2 separate regions of the Mus musculus genome follow, and region 1 is linked to region 2. Evidence: chromatin contacts called from public promoter capture Hi-C data. All regions are on one chromosome and are shown on one strand. Each heading gives the region's core, a stretch centred on a gene start, on an enhancer-like site or on the middle of the called end of the contact. The rest is flanking DNA. Distances are from core to core; before and after follow the strand shown. Region 1 holds the start of Pnrc2 (proline-rich nuclear receptor coactivator 2). Region 2 holds the start of Gpn2 (GPN-loop GTPase 2).

Region 1 (6,145 bases), core at 1,567-4,066, 2.3 Mb after region 2:
GAGAAAACACAATTTAGCTCTTCTGCTCATAAAGATTGAGAAGTAATTGTTACTGGGTTTAATAACACAAGAGACTTTTTCCCTTTGCCAATGAAAATGAGGGGTTGCACATAATCAGGCAGGGGTGACTTAGGGTTGATAAAGCCAAAATGAGTCTTTGGGTTTAAGATGGTTGGGGAGGAAGTTTTGTCCTACATCTTTATATCTCTTTAAAAAAAAACAGGAAATGTAGCTTAAATCTTTTCAATTATAAAAACTTAATACAACAGATTTCACACATCAGTTACATTGATTCACTCTGGCACTTAAGCACAAGGGCAACCTTTAAAAATTGGAGACCTTCAAAATTAGGCCATAAGATTTTTAAAAAAAAAACAGTTCATGGTCTTACATTCATCAAATTCACACTAAAAATAGTCTTATTTTTGTAGAATAAAGGCTAAGAAAACATTACATATGTTACAAGCTTATTACATGTATTTACATGACTTTAAATGTCACAAACACAACTCCCTACTTCAAACAGGCTTTGTATATAGGTGAGGCCAGGATCACTTTAGCAGCTTTGTGGGGTGCTAGTCAGCACTGTCTGTTTTTAGAATAGACTTGGTACATCTCTGGGTACTTATCCACTGCATTTAAGAAATGACCACTGGGACATGTGCTGCGCCGCTATCTTTTGAAAAATGCCCAAGATAGTTTGGATGACCCTAGACCATGAAACTGAACTGTGCAACCTTGTATATGCTAAATGCACTGTCTGACTTCTTCAGAAGTTGTGTGTTAACCCATAAATCTTAATTTTTCCCATCAAACAATAAAAAAGTTAAGGTTACTATTTCCCAGATCTAAACTTGAATTTACCAAGTAGAATCAATTAGTCACTTAAATTGTTGAAATTGCATCGACACTGTATAGTGTGTACAGCACATAAATCAGATGTCATGTGTAAGCGTCACAATTTAAAGTTAACACCTACTAACTTTATACCTGTACCTTAAGTAAGGTTTTAAGTTGAAATGTCATCGTTTCCTTATCTGAAGGGTTCAAGGAAACATGAACCCAGTGGCTTGGTGGCTTGGGGAGAACACTTGGTGATGGTGGTTCACTAAATTTGGCTCCAGCATAGTTCTGACTAGCTTGAGACTTAAAAAGCAAGCTAGGACTTGATAAACCAGCATTCCAGTTGGAGTTGTTAGAAAGGCTCTTGGTCTTTCCCCCATTTTGCATGGCCTGCCATGCTGCTGCTGCTGGATTGTACCCATGTCCTCGTTCCTTTTTCTTATGAGCAATCTTCGTCTGGGAAGAATTCTGATCCTTGCTCTTCTGTCTATTTTGCTGTTCTTGGTTCTTACTAGCATTTCTAGATTGAGGGTCTGGAATGTTATACCTCTCTCCGCCACCCATCTTCAGCTTCTTTGTCACCTGTAAGTAAATACATGTAAACAATAAATTCCACATGTTCCTTGTGATGTTTCCATAGTTCCAGTTCTAGAAGTGTTGAAGAAAATATGACAAGATGGCATTAGGCTCGACTTCAAAACCATCTACCTCAAAAAACTAAAGTCGTGAGCTAGATACCAGTTTGTGAAATTGAAAGAAGAAAAAAATTAAAGCAAGCTCTTCTTTCATTCTTTGTACAAGCTAAAAGAAATAACCCCACACACCGAAAGCCACCCGTGGCTGGTGGGGTCTCCTATACCAGACTGGCCTCCAACTTTAAGCAGTCTTGCCCCAAACTCTGGAGTGCTGGAATTACAGGCACATAATACTGCAGCATCGCCATGCATGGCCGCTGACCTTAATAGTTTAGAATTGCTTCACTCCTAAGATAATTGGCCCCACTGTGATGGGAATCTTTATACCTTTCAGTTTGCTTTTCAGATTGAAGGATTTCCACTACTTGTCCTCTTCCTTGCTGCCAAGCCCAGGATAAGAGACGTTGCTTTCTGCTAGATCCTTTCCTTTGTCTCAGTACACAAGTTTTCATGAGCCAGTCTGCTGATTTCAGCCTAGGAGCTGAGGTCCACATCGAGTCTCCTCAGCACACAAGTTTGAGAGAAGTCCTAGCTAGAAAAGGAAAGAGAATTACTTGAAAATAACCCCAAAAAGTGATCTTTTAGACATTCTACAGAAATGGCTGTCGCTGCTTCCTCAAAGCTTCATAGATGATGTATGAGACCACGACTTTCTTTGACCTCATAAATATCAGCTTACAACTCTTGGGGGCTTACCTGCAACTCTTACCCGTTTTAAAGTGAAACTAGGACCCGCACAGCCATTTCCACATCAAGGTTCTGTTCCCAACAGCGCGCATCGTGATTTCGCCTATGACTCCGGTAACGGGTGCCATAATTTTTCACAAACCATAATAACCTTACATTCCTAAAGATCACGCCTCTAAGGGGAAAGGTTTCTCTGTTCTAATTAGCAAACACCCTCACAAGGCTGAGAAGCCTCCGACTTTGTAAGTCAGAAGGCCCGCACTCGCAGTCACCCGCACAGTGAACCTGCAAGCTCGCAGCCTCAGCCCGCGGCTCCGCTCCCAGGGAGTCGGTCGCACCCGACCGGCCTCACTTCCTCTTCAGCCAGGCCCAACAATGGTGCCCGCGATGGCCAACATGGCCGCCCCCGCCACACTCACCGACTTCGAGCGGCGGCGGCGGCGGCTCCCTCTCGACCTCCAAGCCTCCTTCCCTCTACAGGGAGAAACGATGCACGGATCTAACAGCCCACGAACGAGTCACGGATCACAACTCCGTCTGGGGACCAACCTCCTACTGCCTTTCCCGACAAAATGGAGGCCGCTGCAAGCGCGGAAGAGGACCGGAGACTGTGCAGCCAATGAGGACGCGGCAGCGCGTCCCGCGGCCAATGAGACGCCAGCCACCGCCTGTTGCTGGGGCACGCGGGGGGGGGGGGGAGTGCGGGGTGGCTGTTGTCATGGTTTGAAATCCTGCGGGAGGAGCATGTCGGGAATAACTGGCCCGCTTCGGGAGCCGCGCTGCTGGACTTTCCCCGGCTGGCGGAGGGCAGCTGCTCTTCTGCTGGCCTCTGGCAGCGGGGCCCGTACTTTACTTCCGTGACCAGACCTCTGCGCGGCGCCCGTCTTTGTTCCTGGCCCTTTCTGTCCTGCGGTCACTGGGCCAGCCCCAGAGCTGCCGTGGGTCATATTCACCCCACCCAGAGCCCGGCAACTATTTCTGCACATGACCACCTTCCTTTTTTATGTCTCCTCTGATCTAGCTTCACTTTTTTCTCGGTACCTGAGACTGTCACTACTATCAGGGCCTGCTTTTTCTATACACAGCACTTGCTGGATCCCTACACATTTTTTGGTCTTGTTTCGAAAGTGGGAAAACTAGAGAAAAGAAATATACCGCTCAAGAATGACAGCAAGGTTCGGGAAAGAAAGGAGAGATATCTTTTGTTTAAGAGAAAAAGAAAAACGTGTATCCTAGAGTCAACATTTCAAGGGTGAACACCAATTTCAGTGAATAATTCTGGGGGTAAATGTGCCAGGTGTCTTGCCTCATTCAGGCCTGTAATCACAGCTTCTCAGTTTTGAGGTCAGTTTGGAGTACATAGCAAAACCCCCATCTCAGCAAAACAAAAACGTTTCATTGGCTCCAAATTGTGATGCAAATAAGACACACACACTCACACATCTATCTATATAGCCATTGCTGTCCAGAATTAAGTTGGTCCAGAATTCTGCAAGCCTGTCCAAATGCATCTAGGGTGTTTTATCTGCTCCCTACCTCATGCTAGACTTTTGCTTATGTCATCTCATTCCAGTCTCAGCAATTTTAAGGGCAAGGTGCTATTCTGATTTCCAGTGTTCTTGGATTCAGGACATCTCAGTGGTGCCACACTTCAAAGCATAATGCTACAGTGAGTTTCAAGAGCCTGGGCTCATGTGCCCTTCTTCTCTGTGCCTAAAAGGTGCTTGACATAGAGGACACCATTACCCACATTGTCGGAAAGCTTGGGTGCCATGAAGCCTGCCTGTGTCCTGCCACCTGGCTGAGCCTGCTCTCTCCTACAAGGTCAGCGTCAGGCTGCCCTTTGGGAGAGCATGGTTCCGGCATTCACCATGTCTTAGCACTGTCTCTAGCTCATTAATAGCTACCAGTCCACAAGAGCTCCAAACTCTGGACCATGTGTAAAAAAGAATTCCTTCTTCGAAATATCACCGTCTGCCTGTCTGATTTTGTTTGGTTTGTGCATCGCATGCTTGCAGTGTCCTGGGAGGCCAAAAGAGGGTGACAGGTCCTCCGTAAGCCCTTACAGAGAGGCCTGCCTCTTCCTCTCTAGTCCTGGCACTAACCGTAAGCCCTTACAGAGAGGCCTTCCTCTTCCTCCCTAGTCCTGGCACTAACAGCATCCGCCACCATAGCCAGTGGATATTTAATTTAAAGCATTCATCTTGCCCACACTTATCTAGTGCCTGCTTTGGGAAAGAAAGAAAAAAAGAAACCTCATCTGGATCCAAAAGAAGGGAAAGCCCTTTCCTATTTGTGAGAGAAGGGAGCTGAGCTTTGGGGAAGTTTGGCCTGGTTTCTCTAGACAAATAACCTGCTCATTGCAAGGGAATTAGAAGTTAAGAAGGTGGGCTGGAGAGATGGCTCAGTGGGTAAGAGCACCCGACTGCTCTTCAAATCCCAGCAACCACGTGGTGGCTCACAACCATCCGTAACGAGAGATCTGACTCCCTCTTCTGGGGTGTCTGAAGACAACGACAGTGTACATACGAAAAATAAATAAATCTTAAGAAAAAAAGTTAAGAAGGTATAGCTTGAAGGTTTTTCCACAGAGGACTCTTAATTGTAAATTGTAAAGGGGGCAGGGACTAGAGTGGCTCACATAGAAGTTTGTAACTGCTGTGGGAAGTGCGTAATCTCTAGCCAGTGAGCCCCAAGTTCAGTTAGGGAACTCATCTCAAAGAACAAAATGAAGGGCATAGTGATAGCCCTCCTAACTCCAGCACTCTGGGAGGTGGAGGCAGGAGAATCTCAGAGGTCAGGGCCAGCCAGGCTTACTGTGATCCTGTGTCCAAAACAAAAGCAAAAAAGGAGAAGCTGGTGAGGTTGATTAGCAGGTCAAGCCACTCCCACGCCCCTCCCCCTCGAGCCTGCCAACCTGAGTTCTGGGACCTCCATGGTGGAAGGAGAGAACAAACTCCTACAACGTTTCCTATGACATCCACACCATGCCGTGGCACACACATGCCAACACCATAAATGAGGAAATAATGTAAGCAGACAATGTACAGAGCCATCGAGAATGTCCAGTGCAAATAACTTCTGGCCTCAACAGCGTGTGCCCATCCAGAGAGAGAGACAGAGAAGAGAAGCATTCCCCTGCCTAATCTAAATAGAAGTACAAAGAGGGAAGTCAAATGACACCCGAGGTCTATTGTTTAGACTCCAACGCGGGGGGGGGGGGGTTGTTGGCACAGTCACCCTGTGGGCCACACCTATACAAGTCTCTAATCTACTGACTCAAGAGCTTGTCACTTGTTTGTTCTTTCTTCTTCAAGCTTGTTTGTAAATTCGGGGTCACTTTGAATGTCTGCAGGCAGGCCTGCTAGGAGGAGCCCGGGCTCTCAGAGACAGCTCACGCTCTCATTAGTGTTACCAAACTAGTATGAAGCCCCACGCCTCCTTTCTCACCGCGTGCTTTCGTTTCCTGAGGAAGCATCTGGGGCTGGTTTCTACACGTTCACACATTCGGGAGAACTTGCAAGTCTATTGTCAGCCGCGGCAGTCACCTGATTCTAATTACCAAATGGAGGCAGCACAGGATGTCCGTGGGAAACTCCCACGGCTCTGGCTCTCGTGATGCTCCGGGGAGGGCTTCAGCCTGCAAGACCTTAAAGAGCCCTGCCTGATCTCTACCGACTGACACCCACATTCACAGCCCTGGGAGATGGGCCTGTGCATGGTTCAGTCCAGCTGAGTCCAGTCTCTCACTCAGGAATCTGAGTTACTCTCTGGCAGTCCCCTATCATGGAGCGGTGTGTCTGGAGTCCTTGTTTGCTGTGTCGCTCTCAACAACACATAAGAAGGCATTTCCTAAACAAGATGATTTAGCTTAGGTTTGTTGCAGTAGGGGGTTGTTGTTTGAACCGGATCTCATACCC
Region 2 (5,721 bases), core at 2,465-4,964:
GAGCAGACAGCTGATGACTGGGACGTGGACATGAGCGTCTACTACGACAGAGGTACTGAGCGAGGGGTGGCAGTCCCGGGACGATCTTGTGCCCTAGTCCTGTACACTAGCCACACCTGCTTGTCAGAGGCCAAGTTGGGGGACCAGGGGCAAACTACTGTACACTCATTCTCAGTGTGCCCAAGGGAGATGGTTCTACAACCCCCATGGACACAAAACCTGCGGCAGAAGCTTTCTTACACGGTGGGATAACATTTGCTTAGGCCTACACACATCCTTACGCATACTTAAAATAATCTCTCTCAAAAAGAATAATTGCCAGGCAGTGGTGGTGAACACAGGTAACCCTGGCAGAGATAGGCCGGTCTTTGTGCGTGTGAGACCAGCCTGGTTTAGAAAGTGAGTTCCAAGGCATCTAGGGCTACACAAAGAAACCCTGTCTTTAAAAAGAAAAACAGAAACAAATAAAGTCATCATGGGCTGGGCCTACAGCTCACTGGTACTTTCCTAGGCCGTGTGAGGCCCTGGGTTCAATTCCAGCACCAGGAAAAAAGTTATTACCAGCTATGGTGGTGTAATGTACAGTGCAGGAGATCCCTACACTGGGGAAGTGAGATGTGAAGGTTGCTGCTGGTTTGAGGCCATCCTGGGCTACAATGCGGTCCTGGCTCAGAAGGAACCAACAAACTAACTGTGGCTGTTTCCTAAATGATGGATGCTCAGGAATTGTCCTTAGGAGTAATGCTGGGTGAGGGGTCTTGCGTGGTGGTGCGGATGCAGTTGTTTTCTGAGTAGTTTTAAACTGCTTGGCTCTGCAGGCGCAGAGCCTGGAGAAAGAGGCTGACTGCACTCACCACCTCCACCTGAGAGCACTCGCTATCTGTAGCTGGGTTGAAGTGCTGGTGGTCGGCAGACCCTTGATCCTCTCTGTGGGAACACCCCTCGGTGGGTTCCGGGTGAATAGGCTAAGTACTTAGAAGCTTGGCTTTTGGTCAACTCATAATTCTGAAGTGAGAAACAAACTGGGATTTTTGTTTTATTTTTGTTTTTTATTTTGTTTTGATTTTTAAGACATTGTGTAGCATTGGCTTCCAAGAACTTGCTATGTAGAGCAGACGACCTCAAAGTCACCAACATCCATCCTCCTCCTCCTGCCTCCCGAATGCCAGTGTTTAAGATTTATGCCGTGATTCCTTGCCATTTTTCTAGATAAGGACTTTTTTTTTAATGTTTTTTGTTTGTTTGAGTCAGGTCTTACTATGTAGCTCTGGCTGTCCTGGAACTCACTCTGTAAACCAGACTGGCCTTGAACTTAGAAATTCACCTGTCTCTCCCCCTCAAGTGCTGGGATTTAAAGGTGTGCGCCACCACCATGTCCAGCTGAGACTGATTATTTTTGTCTTAGACAAATATGTGTTTTACCTGCATGTAAGTATACCATGTGCTGGTGCCCTTGGAGTGCAGAAGAGGGCATCAGATCCCCTGGAACTGGTGTTACAGACAGTTGTGAGCTGCCATGGGCATGCTGGGAAGTGAACCCAGGTCCTGTAGAGGATCAGTACACTGACTGCTGGACCATCTCTCTGGTTCCCAGTAACCTGGCTTCTGGTTTTATCTCTGCCATTCTTTGATGTCTGCACCCTGCCTCATCTGGAAGAAGAGAGCCAAGGTTCCTGTTCCTGTTGGGCTCCCAAGCTCGTAAAACATTTTACAGGACATTGTGAACATGAGTCAGAGATCTTGTGAGGGGACCCCAGCATCTCATCCTCCCGGGGACAGGGACTCTTTTACAGAATGGGTTGTGTTCCTGCAGATGGAGGAGACAAGGATGCCCGTGACTCTGTCCAAATGCGCCTGGAACGGAGACTCCGTGAGGGTCAGGAAGATGGCTCTGTGCTAGGTGGCCAAGTCGGCACCTTTGAGCGCCACACCAAGGTAAGTGAGTGTGGTTAACCACAATGCCATTCCCTCTTCCTCCATTCCTCCTGCTCCAAGGAGCATGCCCACTCTCCCTTCTTCTTTCCTTCCCTTCCCTTCATTCCTTTTTTTTTTTTTCCGGTTTTTCGAGACAGGGTTTCTCTGTGTAGCCCTGGCTGTCCTGGAAGTCACTTTGTAGACTAGGCTGGCCTTGAACTCAGAAATCCGCCTGCCTTTGCCTCCCAACCATTCCCTCTTCTTCTTACATCCTTTGAGGCAGGGTCTCATATGTAGCCCAGCCTGACCTCGAACTTAAATCTCTGCTCCATCTCCCAAGTGATGGAGCCTGCACCCCTGCCACACTTGAGCCACTTCTTTCTCTGGACTCTCGCTTCTTCCTTTGCAGGGCATCGGCCGGAAGGTGATGGAGCGCCAGGGCTGGGCTGAAGGCCAGGGCCTGGGCAGCAGGTGCTCCGGGGTGCCTGAGGCCCTGGATGGAGATGGCCAGCATCCTAGATGCAAGCGCGGCTTGGGGTGAGTGCACCTGAGGGGCTCCCTAGGCCATTGTCCAGCTGTGCTGCTGTCTGCTTTCCCTCTTGCCATTGTTTTGAGGTGGGTGTGGGCCCCTCTAAATGAACAGCTTCACAGCAGGTGTAGAAATAGATGACACTGTCCTTATTTTCATTTTAAACCCAATCCTACAACTTAAAGGATCACGGGGCCCTCAGGGAAGTCATTTCCTCAAGTCTGGGTTTTGGCTTCATAAGGGAGTCTGTTGTGGAAATGAAAATTCCCAGGTCCCTGATAGTTGACACTCCTCTCCAGAGGCTGGAGAGCAGAATTTGGAGACAATGCTTTGTCTTTGGTGCTGGAGGTGTGGCTCAGGAGTGAGTGTGTCCTTGCCCCGGGTTCTTGTGCTATGAGCATGAGACCGCTCTGATAGAACAAACCAGATATGTAGTAATTACTTCCTGTCTCTTGCTAACCTCTTTACTGGGCTTTGAAGAGAGCAGCCTTCTCACCAAGAGCTCTGTTTTATCCAGATACCATGGAGAGAAGTTACAGCCATTTAGGCAACTGAAGAGGCCCCGTCGAACTGGCTTGGGGCTCATTTCCACCATCTATGATGAGCCTCTGCCCCAAGACCAGGGGGAGACCTTGCTCCGGCGCCAGCCACCCACCAGCATGAAGTTTCGGACAGATATGACTTTTGTGAAGGGTTCTAGCTGTGCCTTGGACAGACCTGAGCCCGAGTGAGCCTATGTCCTTGGTCAGGATCACTCTGCGGCAGGGACTTAGCCCTCTGCCTGGATCTTGCCCTGTGGACCTGAGAAGCAGCCCAGAGCCTGGGAGCAGCCCTGAGCATGCCCAGTTTCTCTACCTCAAAGATGATATCACCAAAAGCCCCTCCGTCTCCTGGGGTGTTTGTGCCTAAAGGCCTTCCCTTGGTCTCCAGGCCCTAGTGCTTGTTTGGGTTTGCCCAGAACAGTGAAGATCTGGACTGCCTGTGGCACCGTCCAGTCGGGTTTGAGGGTTGTCTGAAGAGCTCCGTGAAGCTGGGAAAGGGGACCAGAGAATTGATCCAGAGAGCGTCGCGGTCCCTTACCACGTCTACCCTCTGCCTAGAGACGGATCGGTGCGAGAATAAACCAGTTTACCCGGCATGGAGATCTGCCTTAGTGAAGCCTGGGGAAATCTTAAAACCGGAGGTGTGCGGTTGCGTGACCACAGCCTATGCCGTGGCCGTGTGGGTGGGACTTCCTCTCCAGACAAGTTCCGGCGGAATCCGGAAGTCGGAACTTTTCCCTTCCTTGCCGGGTAGTTTGTTCGTTTTTCTGCTTGAGTTTACTTGGTGAGGCGCCCGTGGGCTGCCAGCTCCACCCATGGCGGGGGCCGCCCCGACTACGGCCTTCGGGCAGGCAGTGATCGGGCCCCCGGGCTCGGGGAAGACCACGTACTGCCTGGGCATGAGTGAGTTCCTGCGCGCTCTGGGGCGGCGCGTGGCGGTGGTGAACCTGGACCCCGCTAACGACGGACTGCCTTACGAGTGTGCGGTGGACGTGGGCGAGCTGGTGGGGCTGGGCGACGTGATGGACGCGCTGCGCCTGGGGCCCAACGGTGGCCTGCTCTACTGCATGGAGTACCTGGAAGCCAACCTGGACTGGCTGCGCGCCAAGCTGGAGCCCCTGCGAGGCCACTACTTTCTCTTCGACTGCCCCGGCCAGGTGGAGCTCTGCACGCACCACACCGCCCTACGCAGCATCTTCTCCCAAATGGCCCAGTGGGACCTCAGGGTGTGTCTCGGGTCGGGCAGAAGGAATCCCTGAGACCGGGAGGCGGATAGGTGCCACGCCCCCAAGTTACATTGGGAGATAGCGGCTGAGTTAAGTTTGAAGCAGAACTAAAGCCTCTGAGATAGAATTTTAGCTCGGCCCCAACTCATTTCATGGTCTTGGAAAGTCCTTTCACTCAGTTTTGTCATCTCTAAAATGAATGTGACAGTTCCCAATTTTAAAAACAGTGGAAGTGACTACACAGAAAGTGGCTTAGTGATTGGTTAGTTGGTGTTCAGAAGTGTGATGAAAGAGTAGAGAGGTAGGTGCAGTGTGATTTGAACCCTTTGTCCACTGCAGGAACTGTGCAAGAGACCTTGGAAGAGGTGTTGGAGATTAGCTCAGTGGTAGAGAACTTGTCTAACAAGCAGAGGCCACAGTCCCTGGGTTTGGTCCCCAGAATAGTAGGAAGGACAAAATGGTAAAATTGCCCCCTATCTTCTTGGAGGAGGACATGATGTTATTAAATTTAAATTAAGTTGCCTGGCGGTGGTGGTGCACGCCTTTAATCCCAGCATTTGGGAGGCAGAGGCAGGCTGATTTCTGAGTTCGAGGCCAGCCTGGTCTACAGAGTGAGTTCTAGGACAGCCAGGACTACACGGAGAAACCCTGTCTTGGAAAAAAAAAATTAAGAACAAGAGGCAGGAAAATATCTCAGGCCTGTAACCCCAGCAATGTGGTGTGGAGGCAGAAAGAGTTCTGGGCCATCAAGCCCTGTCTCAAGCAGGCACATGAACAGGAAATAGAACAGTACTAAGGAAGGAATAGAACAGTACTAAGGAAGGAATAAAACAGTACTAAGGAAGGAATAGAACAGTACTAAGGAAGGAATAGAACAGTACTAAGGAAGGAATAGAACAGTACTAAGGAAGGAATAGAACAGTACTAAGGAAGGGTACACTGGATCCGTGGGCTGCCAGGCTCTCGAGGGAGATGTGGGCTCAGAAGTGTCCTCCCTCACCAGGTCAGTCTTCCTCTCACCCTGTACCTTCTGCTCACAGCTGACTGCTGTCCACCTTGTGGATTCTCACTACTGCACAGACCCAGCCAAGTTCATCTCCGTCCTGTGTACCTCCCTGGCCACCATGCTGCACGTGGAATTGCCCCACATCAACCTCCTCTCCAAGATGGACCTTATTGAACACTATGGGAAGCTGGGTAAGAGACTGCCTGCAGCGCGAAGGGAGCTACCTCGCTGCCTTCCTGACTTTTGGCCATTATTTTGTGCGCTGTGCTAGATGCCACAGTTGATTTAGAGATGAGAGCTACAGATGGGGCTTTAAAGGATTTAAAACAGGTGGTAGTACAGTGGCTGGCTGAAGGGAGTGGATCACAGCTCACTGCTCTGAGCCATGGCACCCTGACTTTTGGGTACCTGTTCTGGCCTGTACAGTAGAGGCAAAGTGCTGTCCTAGTTGGGGCTGTTGTAATCAAACTACCATCAACCCAGTGCCTAAGACAACGGACATTT

What was found. Promoter capture Hi-C pulls out the DNA fragments that hold promoters and counts their contacts.
Region 1: a contact with region 2 is called in a promoter capture Hi-C map of pre-B cells, with 4 times the contacts expected there. The contact joins the promoter of Pnrc2 here to the promoter of Gpn2 in region 2. A contact is called at or near these places in 2 of 39 promoter capture datasets (liver and pre-B cells).

Annotation. Positions count from the first base shown.
Region 1 is chr4:135,871,030-135,877,174 of GRCm38.p6, forward strand. It overlaps Pnrc2 (proline-rich nuclear receptor coactivator 2), which reads right to left and starts at 2,817. Exons shown (of 3, transcript NM_026383.3): 1 at 2,645-2,817; 2 at 1,866-2,070; 3 at 1-1,425. The coding sequence starts at 1,407. The coding sequence ends at 985.
Region 2 is chr4:133,580,659-133,586,379 of GRCm38.p6, forward strand. It overlaps Gpn2 (GPN-loop GTPase 2), which reads left to right and starts at 3,715. Exons shown (of 5, transcript NM_133884.2): 1 at 3,715-4,211; 2 at 5,252-5,408. The coding sequence starts at 3,801. Gpatch3 (G patch domain containing 3) reads left to right here. Exons shown (of 7, transcript NM_172876.2): 4 at 1-52; 5 at 1,814-1,935; 6 at 2,324-2,451; 7 at 2,961-3,584. The coding sequence ends at 3,174.